Regions from separate parts of the Podarcis muralis genome. Here region 1 is linked to region 2. The links are chromatin contacts, called in public Hi-C maps. All regions are on one chromosome and are shown on one strand. The core of a region is the stretch at or near the end of the contact, and the rest is flanking DNA. Distances in the headings are between cores, read along the strand shown.

Region 1 (5,482 bases), core at 1,059-3,558, 260 kb before region 2:
TGCCCTATTAATACACCTAAGATTCACTAACTGCTAGCAGTAGTTGGTTATGTAACTGCTATGTGCTGTTCTATGTTACATTAAGACAATACTGTGACAGGGAACTTTTCTTACGACAGTTCACATTAAATTCTTGATTTCCCAAATACATTGTAGGACTATTTGCCTTTACATAGTTCCATCCTTATTTCAGACATCATGATATATCAATATATTGCCATGTTTAGTTGGTGGATGTATCATGGTGCTCAAAACCAGGTATTGCCCAGTCCTACTGTAGGTTTAAACTTAAATAAATATCTAATACTATATACAGGAGGAAAGATGATTACTCTCTAAATAAAAAAAAAATTAAGTCCACACTGCCAATAAATATTTTGTCAACTAAACAGTTTTACAAAAAGAAACACCAATCATTGGCACTCATGTGAACACCACACTATGCTTCACAGGTTCATAAAACTAAATTTAAAGAGTGCAATCCAAACTCCCATCTCCTGCCAATGGGGTTTTGCAGAGCAGTGGAGCCACTGCCACAATGGAAGCCCTGCCACTCTCAGTGGACACAGTGGAAAGTGGGGACACAATAACTGGGCCTGACACCCCTGAGCAACAGCAGACAGCTTGCCACCCACTCAGCAGAAGGTCTAAGAGCTGGGCAGAGGAACACCTCCACCTAATGCAACCCCCACCCAGCATAAAGAGGAGGGGGGTGTTGGATTGCTCTGCTTGCTGTTAACACTGATTGGCAAGGCTATTATTCTTCACATTCTACATTTGGGAAAGACCTACAATGCACCTCAAAGCTTCAAAACTTAAGGACACAAAGAAATAGCAGCAAATTTTGCAAAGCCAGTGTCTGAAGTTAAAAATAAAAGCAGTTGCAATGCTACTCACACTGACAGATGTTCCAATAGCTTTCACTTCACAGTAGAAAAAATAAACTTTTTGTAGTATTCACGGTAAAAAAAAAGGATTACAGTGATTTACTACACACCAACTTTTCATAACATGTTCAGCATAACCTACATATCACTTAAACCAATCTACTTTCACCTGACCCAGTGTCAATGAAATACATTATGGTGTCAATGAAATACAATGTTCTATTATACTTATCTACCAAACTGCCATTTAATTATCCCAAACCATTTCATCTTGTAACAGCATGCTTATGTGTATTTTGTCAACAAGCTCAAACCTACAACATAAGCGAAGCCTACCAAGAGGCAATTGCCTGGTTTGTGTGAATATCACCCAGTCAGTGACACCCACCCACACAAACAGTCAATTTGGGCCAAGCCTACCTAACTTAGAAGACCATTCAGACCCAATGTGACTTGGCATTCACACAGGGCCTTCAGCGCAAGAGGAAGGGGGGGAGGGAAAGTTGGGGGTGGAGGAGATGGAGCAAAATAAAAAAAAACTAGAAATCCTTCGCTAGCATCCGTGCGAATGAAAGCTTTAGTTAATAAGCCTGCTGTCCTGGGTGAGGAAAGAAGAAAACAAAACCACCCCAGCCACCCCCTCGGAGCACGCTGCCTCCTTTTTCGCAACAAGGTGCTGTGGGCGGGGCTGCGAGAAGCGCAGATGGGCTGAGTCATCCCCCCTCGGAGTTAACTTCAGGACGAGCCGGTCCCCCTTCCCAGCTCCGCGGGCCAGAGGCGGGGAGGGAGACGAGGAGAGCCCCAGCTCTCTCAGCCCCCAAACCTCAAGGTTCTTTGGCCCACGGACGGAGATAACCCCCCACCCCACCCCGACTGAGGGGGTGGCGGCGGCTCCGCCCTCGCAAGCGGGTGCGCCCACCCCCCGTCGCGAAAAGAGGGTCCTCGCCCCTCCCCTGCCGAAGGGAGGAGGAGGAAGGCGGGCCTTGGTCGCCCCGGCGACAGCAGCAACTGCCGCGGCCGCCTCGCTCCCCCACCGCGCCCTTTTCCCGACGTACCCGAAGGAGAGCCAAACAGCAGCCGCGGCACCAGCGGCAGCAACAGCTGGGCGGCCCCGCGCACCATCCCGCGCCGGTGACCGGCGGCCGCGGAAGCTCCTCCTCCCCTTCGCTGCGGCTCTACAGGGCAAGCTCAGGCGCCGCCGCCCGGAGGACAAGAGCGGGAGGGGCGGCGGCGGCGGCGGCGGGGCTCCCTGACAGGAACAGGGAGGGAGAGAGACGCGGAGGTGGCGCGAGGGGAAGGGAAGCCACACAGCCGGGGATTCCGGGCGCTCCTTCGCAGGGCCCCCCGCTCGCTTTACGCGCAGCCCTCGCCGCCGCTGTTTGTTATTGTCGTCACTCTCTTCCGCCGCGGTGCACGCTGGGTAAGGCACAAGCCGGAGGACCTGGAGGGGGGAGGAGGAGGAACCATAGAGAGAGGCGGTGACTCGCGGGATAGAGTGGCACGGAAACTTCCTCCTCTGCTAAGAAGGGGAGGTCCATATAGTTTCCCCTTCCAAATGCTGGAAGGGTCGGTTTTTGAAGAGGGAAATTGTCCCTCCTCACCTCCCCACCCCCAAAGAAAAGAAGGAAAGGAAAGGAAATGGGGACTTTACCAGGAGCAGAAGCGTAGCTGGGCGGTGACTCGACGTAAACGTCATGTGTTGTTGTCCACCTGAGGTTGTATTTATCTAATTTTGAGTCCTGCTAAAGGAGATTGTTTTTATGTCTTCACAAAACCACAAAATTCAAAGAAGATGCCCTTTCTTTCCCCCATGACTGTAAGTGCCAATGTAGAAACCAAGGGTATAAGAAAGAGGGGGAAATTTTGTGGACAGGAAAAAATATGTTTACACTCCCCATTGCTACCATTCAGCATATGAATACCTTCCTGTAAGACTCCAGGACTGCAATTCTAACCCCACTTAGCTGGGAGTAAGCTCCATTGAATTCAATGGTACAGTACTTGCTTCTAAATATATATGGTTAGGCTTGCAGCCTCAAGCAACAAGGGTCCTTGACCAAAGGGTCCACAATCTACGGCTACCAATTTAGCTGAATAAATTAGTGCTGTCCTGAGGCATGAGGTTACCTAATTAGAAATTAGGACACTGTGAATAGTGGGTGTTGTTTTGTAGAGCTGAAGGTGCTATTATGTAACATTTGATCTATATTTTATTTTCCCTCAGCTTTCATTTAAAGAGAATGTAAAAGGATGCCGTCTCTTGGTTAAAAATGAAAACATTTGGGTCCCAAGATTCACAATTCTGGTCTGTTTTTGAGCCACTCTATGTTCTTTTTCCAATCTGAATTCAGCTAATGAGCTATTCTGTATAAAACAATATCTGATTCCTCATGCGCTATAACAGGGAATCTAAACACAATAACTTCCCTTTGGGTCAAACTGGATGAAATCTGCTGGCACAAGAATCCCTATAGTGTGGATTAAGTCTCCCAAATAGTAGACAAATAGGTCCGGGGGTGGTGGGAAAGTAAAAAGGATTCACTTTCCTAAATAATAATCCCTTACAGGAAGAGTGGGTTTTCCCATCTTTCTAACTTTAAAGAAATTCAGAGGTGGCCAAGTGATGTGTATTCTTGCCTCTACATTAAAAAAAAAATAACTTGAAGGCATCACACTAGCCTTTCTTTCTGGTCATTACTGGAGTCCTCCAGTAAGCTATATAGGTCTTCAATAGGGCTTACAATGTGAGGCTGTCTAGAATGCTATGTGCAGAGTTCTGAAGAGCTCTGGGTTTTGTTTTGTTAAAGCAGAGCCAAATAGGATTCTTTAAAAGCTTAAATTTAGTTTTTTATTTAAAAAAATTCCTTCATTTTAACAGTTCAGAACTCTTCAGTGCTCCATAGACAACATTTTAGACAAGGAGTGGGAACCTTTATGACTTCACAGGCCAGATCCTTCTCAGATCTAGCCTTGCAGGCTACATTTGATGTACAGACCACCCACCAGTCAGTAAACCTGACATCACAAGTGATTTAGCACTTTGAAGTCCTGAAGTTGGACTATGGCTTTACCATGCCCAGGGAAAGGTGCCAGCTACCTAGCCACCAGAAGCACAGGTGTACATGTTGAGTGCACCTCAGGAGCTACTGTAAATTCCTGCTTATCAATAAAGAATTAAACTACCTGCCTGCCAGTTGTCCTCTTGGACTGAGTGTGCTCAGGGCAGATAGTGAGGGAGTGATATGCCATCCTGCCCAAGCAAGGGAGGAGTGTATGCCCACATCAGGGAGGAAAGTTGTGTGTGACTGTGAGGCATGCTATGCTGTGGTTAAAAATGGGAGGATTCTGCTGTGTGTTTATGAAAACACAGGTGTGTGTCGGTGTCTATGTGCAGGAAGGGACCAATGAAGATATTTGTCCTTCCTCTGTCCTGCCTTATGTCCCCACTACACACATCTCGCATTTGCTATTTCCAGAAATGGTTTGTGTGTGTGTGTGTTCATGTGCATATCCAGATTCCCAACTCTGTTACAGTTGTCTTGCATTTCCCCATGTGCGTGATTCTCCTATACAGACTGTCATCTACAGAGCTGCCATATCGCTACATATTTAGAAAACTACCCTTGTGGGATCTATTCTGTCCCAGTCATGTCTCAGTGTGTTTTTGCAAGGCAGCCTTTGTGTTACTCTTGTGCCTGCTAAAAATGTTGCTTAAGGTGTAGTTTATGATCACATTGTGGAAACTGGCAATACTGAGTTAAATAACATGGGATTTGAGGGCAAGGCAAGACAGCAAATAATAGATAGGTTTAAGCAAGTATATGAGCTGCTGCAAGAATTCTTTTGGATAAGAAGCAAGGCATGTTAGGATGTAACCCTCTTATTATATTAAGGGTCAGTCTAGACTAGGCTTTCCTAACTTGGTGCTCTCCATATGTTTTTGAATACAACCCACATCAGCCCCAGATGACCCGAGCTGTTTGGAATTGTACTCCGAAACACCTGGAGTGCATCTGATTGGGGAAAGCTGATTAAAAAACAGTCCTTCTATCCCATTGCCCCACTTTGACAAGTTCTTTCACTTTTTCTTACTAAAAAAAATATCATTAATTTTAAAGCAGTGGAGTGTGCTGTAAGTTCCATGTCTTGATTTAGAGATAATCATTTGGCAACTTGGTGCCCTCTAGGTGTTTAGAACTACAATTCCCATCATCCCCAGTCAGTGTAGACATGCTTGACTGGGGCTGATGGGAGCTGTAGTCTAAAACCTCTGAAAGGAACATGGTTGCTGAAGACTGGTTATTCTGTGATTGTTCATTATAGGTATATAATTATATGTAATTGTTCATAATTAGTTCTATTTTGTATTTGCTGCACAATTTAAAAAATGCTGTTTAACTTCTGCCACAATAGGACTATTAGGGTACTACCTGTGCCCAGACAGTCCCAGTTCCTGTCTTCAAATTGATCCATCCTATATTTAATTATAACAAGAGAAACTAATATGTTTGCAGACTTTAATTACACAAGCAAAAGCAGTAAAGTATACATGTAACTACAGAGCACCTAGTAGAGCTTGTCGATATAAGCAAGCA
Region 2 (5,110 bases), core at 345-2,844:
ACGTCAGGTGCTAGGGGGGGGGGGAGAAGGGGGCCTACTCAGAAGTAAATACTGCGTCCAGGCGCAATTAGCGCTGATTTAAGGTGCACCAAGACTGCCTAAAAACCTCACCAAAGATATGCAACAAAGCGCTTCGTTGCAGAGGGGAGAGTTTGTGCACCGTGGAGGCTGGAGGGCTTCTATTCTACATGCGGGGGTTGGGGGGGCGAGGAAAATGTGCTCCGTGGTGGGGCGGGGAAGGCAAAGTTGCAAAAGCGCCCTGCTCCTTCTTCCGCGGAGGGAAACGCTCCTGCGGAGGCGAGAGGCAGCGAGGAGGCGACGAGGTGAGGCTTTTGTGAGGTAGGGAGAGGAAAGACGGGGGAGGGAACCCAAGGAGGATTTGCACGAGAGGGAATGAAGGGGAAACGCGCCTCCCACGTGGAGCACTTTTCCCCGGGAAATGCACGGGGTGGGGTCGTGGCTGATCCGTGCTGCGCGCTCGCGTCGTGCGGCCCAAAGTGCTGCAGGATCGCCAATGCAAGACCCCCTTTTAAAACCTCCCCCTCCCCCAGCTCTGGAAAAAAAGGGGGAAGGGGATGGCGTCGGCGTCGGGGTGCGGAGGCTGCCCGTGCCCGGCCAGGCGTCGGTGGCGGTGTCAGCGCTGCTGCAGCGGCTGCTCCTCCTGCGAGCAGTGAGTGGAGCGCAGCCGCAGCGGCGCGCACGCTAGGGCGCAAGGCTGGCGGTGGCGGCGGGGAGCCCGGCGGAGGAAGGAACTTGTCCCTTCCCTCTGGACTCGCGCCCCCCGCAGATGTTGCGCCCGGTGCGACTGGCACCCCTGGCACCCCCCACGCTACGCCACTACTCCCACGGCACACTAGGCAACGTCCGGCGGCACACTAGTGTGCCGCGGAACACCGGTTGGGAAACACTGTTTTAAATATGCACAGCAGCATCTCCATCTTGGCACTTATTTTTCTGCACCACTTAAAGAACATCTAGCCCAATAGCTGAGAGTGCAGCAGAGCAATCAAATTCATGGATTCCAAGACTAGCAAAGGCTGGGATTAGCCACAACAGCAAGGGGGTTCAAAAGCCAGAACCTCAGTAATGCCTCCCAAGTACCAGAGCCTGGAGATAATAGAGAACCACCCTGCTCTGCTTGTGACCTTCCCTGCGGCATAATCACTCGTCGCTTAAACAGATGCTGGGAATCCGCAAGAGCTTTCCTAGCTGAGAGTCTTTTGCGGGCAGCGGGTACGTGGGTAGCCCGGGAGGCGAGAACGAGGCGGCCTTCCCTGAGTTCCAGCTGAGTCCCCTGGGCAGCGCGCAGCTTCCTTGCCAGCGATGCTCGCCCGAAGGCAAGCGGGCGCAGCGCCTGTCCCTTCCCGGTGCCCACCAGCCCCACCCCAAGGCCTTCCGCTCCAGCCCCTGTCCCGCTCCCGGGGCTGCAGGCCTCACTTACCTCCTTCGCTTCGTAGGCCGGCGATGAAGTCCCCGGAATCCGCAGCGGCAACGGGTGACCCGGACTCAGCAGCTAAGCAGAAGAGGGACAGCCGAGGCTCACGGTCATGTGACTGCGCTCAGCTGACAACAACAGCGGCCGAGATAGGACGACGCTACGGGTCCCCGGAAGGCTCCGTTCGCGAAGCGGGAAATGTTGGCCAAAAGAGGAGGCGGGGGACGCGGCGAGGGCGAGCGTGCTGGGCCGGTATGTTGGAACGCTGTGTAGACGCAACTTTTATTTCCAGCGTCACAGGACGCTTTTCTTTTTATTTTCTAACGTTATTGGAGGGTTAATGGGAGAGTTTTAAGAGAGCATTTGCAGGCAGCTGTGATAAAACAATTATATAGCCTGGTCCGTGGCAAGTTTAGTAACGCAATGACCTCCAATGCACTCGCCCTCCCCGCAGCGCGCGCACGTACACAAACATAGAACTTTGATCATCTGCACAAGTTCCAGCTTGTCCATATCCTTCTTAAATTGTGGTGCCCAGAACTGGACACAACATTTCAGGTGTGGTCTGACCAAGGTAGAAGAGTGGTACTGTTACTTCCCTTGATCTCTTACTGTTACTTCTGTTGATGCAGCCTAAAAGAACATTAGCTTATTTTGCTGTTGCTGCATCACACTGTTGACTCGCGTTCATCTTGTGGTCTATTAAGGCCCCTAGATCCTTTTCACGTGTACTACTGACAAGCCAGGGGTCCCCCATCTTAATATTTGTGCAGCTGCTTAAAACCTGACATTTTTCCCTAGTGAAATTCATTTTGTTAGTTTGGGTCTTGTTCTCCAATCTGTTAAGGTCATCTTGAATCCCAATTCTGTCTTCTGCGGCAGACAGAAATGGGAGCTCCTCCTCCCATTTTGGTATCATCTGCAAATTTGATGAGCACCCCTCAATTCCTTCTTCCAAGTCATTTATAAAGTCGTTGAACAATAGCAAGCGTCTCACTTGTCACTTTTTTCCCCATCAGTGGAGTACTCTTTGGGTTTTGGTCATTCAACCAGCTAAAAATCCACCCAACAGTTACATTGTTCAGACTACATTTTACCAGCTTCTCTGCAAGAAGATCACGGGGGACTTTGTCAAAAAGCCTTACTAAAATCAAGATACACTACATCCCCAGCATTCCCCTGATTCACCAAGCTTGTAATTCTATCAAAAAAGAAATGAGATTCGTCTGGCATGACTTGTTTTTGAGAAACCCATGCTGGGTTGTAGTAATCACAGCATTCTTTTCTGAGTGCTCATATACAGATCTGTTCTAGGACCTTTCCTGGTACAATGGTACCTCGGGTTACAGACGCTTCAGGTTACATACACTTCAGGTTACATACGCTTCAGGTTACAGACTCCGCTAACCCAGAAATAGTACCTCGGGTTAAGAACTTTGCTTCAGGATGAGAACAGAAATCACGTGGTGGCAGCAGGAGGCCCCATTAGCTAAAGTGGTGCTTCAAGTTAAGAACAGTTTCAGGTTAAGAACGGACCTCCAGAATGAATTAAGTTCTTAATCCGAGGTACCACTGTATTGACATCAAGCTAACTGGTTGGTAGTTACTTGGGTTTTATTTTACCTGTCTCCAATCTGCAGGGACCTCACCTGTTCTCAAAGAATTCTCAAAAGTTATAGACAGTGGCTCTGAGATTACATCTGCAAACTCCTGTAGTCAGTGCTTTTTTCTGGGGGGATGCAGGGGTGCGCATACCCCTAAACATTTTGTGAATCTAAGTTTGGCCTCATTGAGGGGCAGTATTTCAATGTGAGTAGGAATAATAATAATAGTAATAATAATAATTATTTATACCCCGCCCTTCTGGCTGGGTTTCCCCAGCCACTCTGGGCAGCTCCCAATCAAATATTAAAAACACAATACAGCATTAAACATTAAAAACTTCCCTAAACAGGGCTTCCTTCCAATGTCTTTTAAAAGTAGGATACAGTGGTACTTCGGATTAAGAACTTAATTTGTTCTGGAGGTCCATTCTTAACCTGAAACTGTTTCTAACCTGAAGCACCACTTTAGCTAATGGGGCCTCCTGCTGCTGCACCACCGCTGCATGATTTCTGTTCTCATCCTCAAGCAAAGTTCTTAACCCAAGGTAATATTTCTGGGTTAGCGGAGTCTGTAACCTGACACACATGTAACCTGAAGCAGATGTAACCCGAGGTACCACTGTAGTTGCTTATTTCCTTTACATCTGGTGGGAGGGCATTCCACAGTGCAGGTGCCACTACCGAGAAGGCCTTCTGCCTGGTTCCCTGTAACCTCACTTCTCACAGTGAGGGAACCACCAGAAGGCCCTTGGCACTGGATCTCAGTGTCCAGGCTGAATGATGGGTGTGGAGACGCTCCTTCAGGTATACAGGACCAAGGCCATTTAGGGCTTTAAAGGTCAGCACCAACACTTTGAATTGTGCTTGGAAATGTACTGGGAGCCAATGCAGATCTCTCAGGATGGGTGTTATATGGTCCCGGCGGCCACTCCCAGTCACCAGTCTAGCTGCCGCATTCTGGATTAATTGCAGTTTCCGAGTCATCTTCAAAGGTAGCCACACGTAGAGCGCATTGCAGTAGTCCAAGCGGGAGATAACCAGAGCATGCACCACTCTGGCAAGACAGTCTGTGGGCAGGTAGGGTCTCAGCCTGCGTACCAGATGGAGCTGGTAGACAGCTGCCCTGGACACAGAATTGACCTGCGCCTCCATGGACAGCTGTGAGTCCAATATGAGTCCCAGGCTGCACACCTGCTCCTTCAGGGGCACAGTTGCCCCATTCAGGACCAGGGAGTCACCCACACCTGCTCCCCGAAAACAGCCTTGTCAGGATTCAACCTCAATCTGTTAGCCGCTATCCTCCAACTGCCTCCAGGCACTCACACAGGACCTTCACAGCCTTCACTGGTTCTGATTTAAAAGAGAGGTAGAGCTGGGTATCGTCTGCATACTGAGTAGGAAAATGAGAGTACCCCCCAAATTTTTTTTTATAGAAAAAAAGCACTGCCTTTAGTACCTTTGGATACAGCTCATAAGGCCTTGGAGATTTTAAATCTTTTGAAATAGCTAGATGTTCCCTTACCACCTCTTTTCATAACTTGGAAAATATTTCCTAATATTTGGTATACTGTATTAAGAATTCAAATTTATCTTGCTTCGTTTCCCATACTCTGTGCAAAGTGGTTGCAAGAAAGGAGAGAGTAGGACACACAGAATGCGGAATGCAGTTGAATATGAAAGCAGGGACGTGAAAGGGTCTGCAGAATAGGAGGGAATGGTGGTTTCATAATTGGACAGAAGTTGAAAAGGGAGCTTAGTAACGAGGAGAAAGATGCAGAAGGTCGCCATGGCTTGTGTGCGAGGGGGAGGAGAGAAGGCATGTGGGGCTGCAGAACAGATGAGAGAATTGGCATCAGAAATGGGGTTGGAAAGATGAAAAGTGAGTGTGGCAGTTGCATAAAGTAGGAAGGAGAAGTCCTAGAGGGTTAGTATGGGGGGATACTTGGTAAGGGTGGTGATGAGATGACAATTCAGCCACATGGGTGGGGAATAAATAATAAAATTGTTATTACAGTGGAACCTTGGTTCTCGAATGGCTTAGTTGACTAACAAATCGACTCCCAAACACTGA

What was found. Hi-C and Micro-C count contacts between places; a contact is called where the count stands out from the background.
Region 1: a contact with region 2 is called in a Hi-C map of blood, with 1.9 times the contacts expected there. The contact joins the promoter of RB1CC1 here to the promoter of RGS20 in region 2. A contact is called at or near these places in 2 of 3 Hi-C or Micro-C datasets (blood and tail).

Annotation. Positions count from the first base shown.
Region 1 is chr8:39,231,953-39,237,434 of rPodMur119.hap1.1, reverse strand. It overlaps RB1CC1 (RB1 inducible coiled-coil 1), which reads right to left and starts at 2,308. Exons shown (of 23, transcript XM_077933025.1): 1 at 1,943-2,308.
Region 2 is chr8:38,971,099-38,976,208 of rPodMur119.hap1.1, reverse strand. It overlaps RGS20 (regulator of G protein signaling 20), which reads left to right and starts at 1,594. Exons shown (of 6, transcript XM_028736964.2): 1 at 1,594-1,687. It overlaps ATP6V1H (ATPase H+ transporting V1 subunit H), which reads right to left and starts at 1,555. Exons shown (of 14, transcript XM_028736963.2): 1 at 1,442-1,555.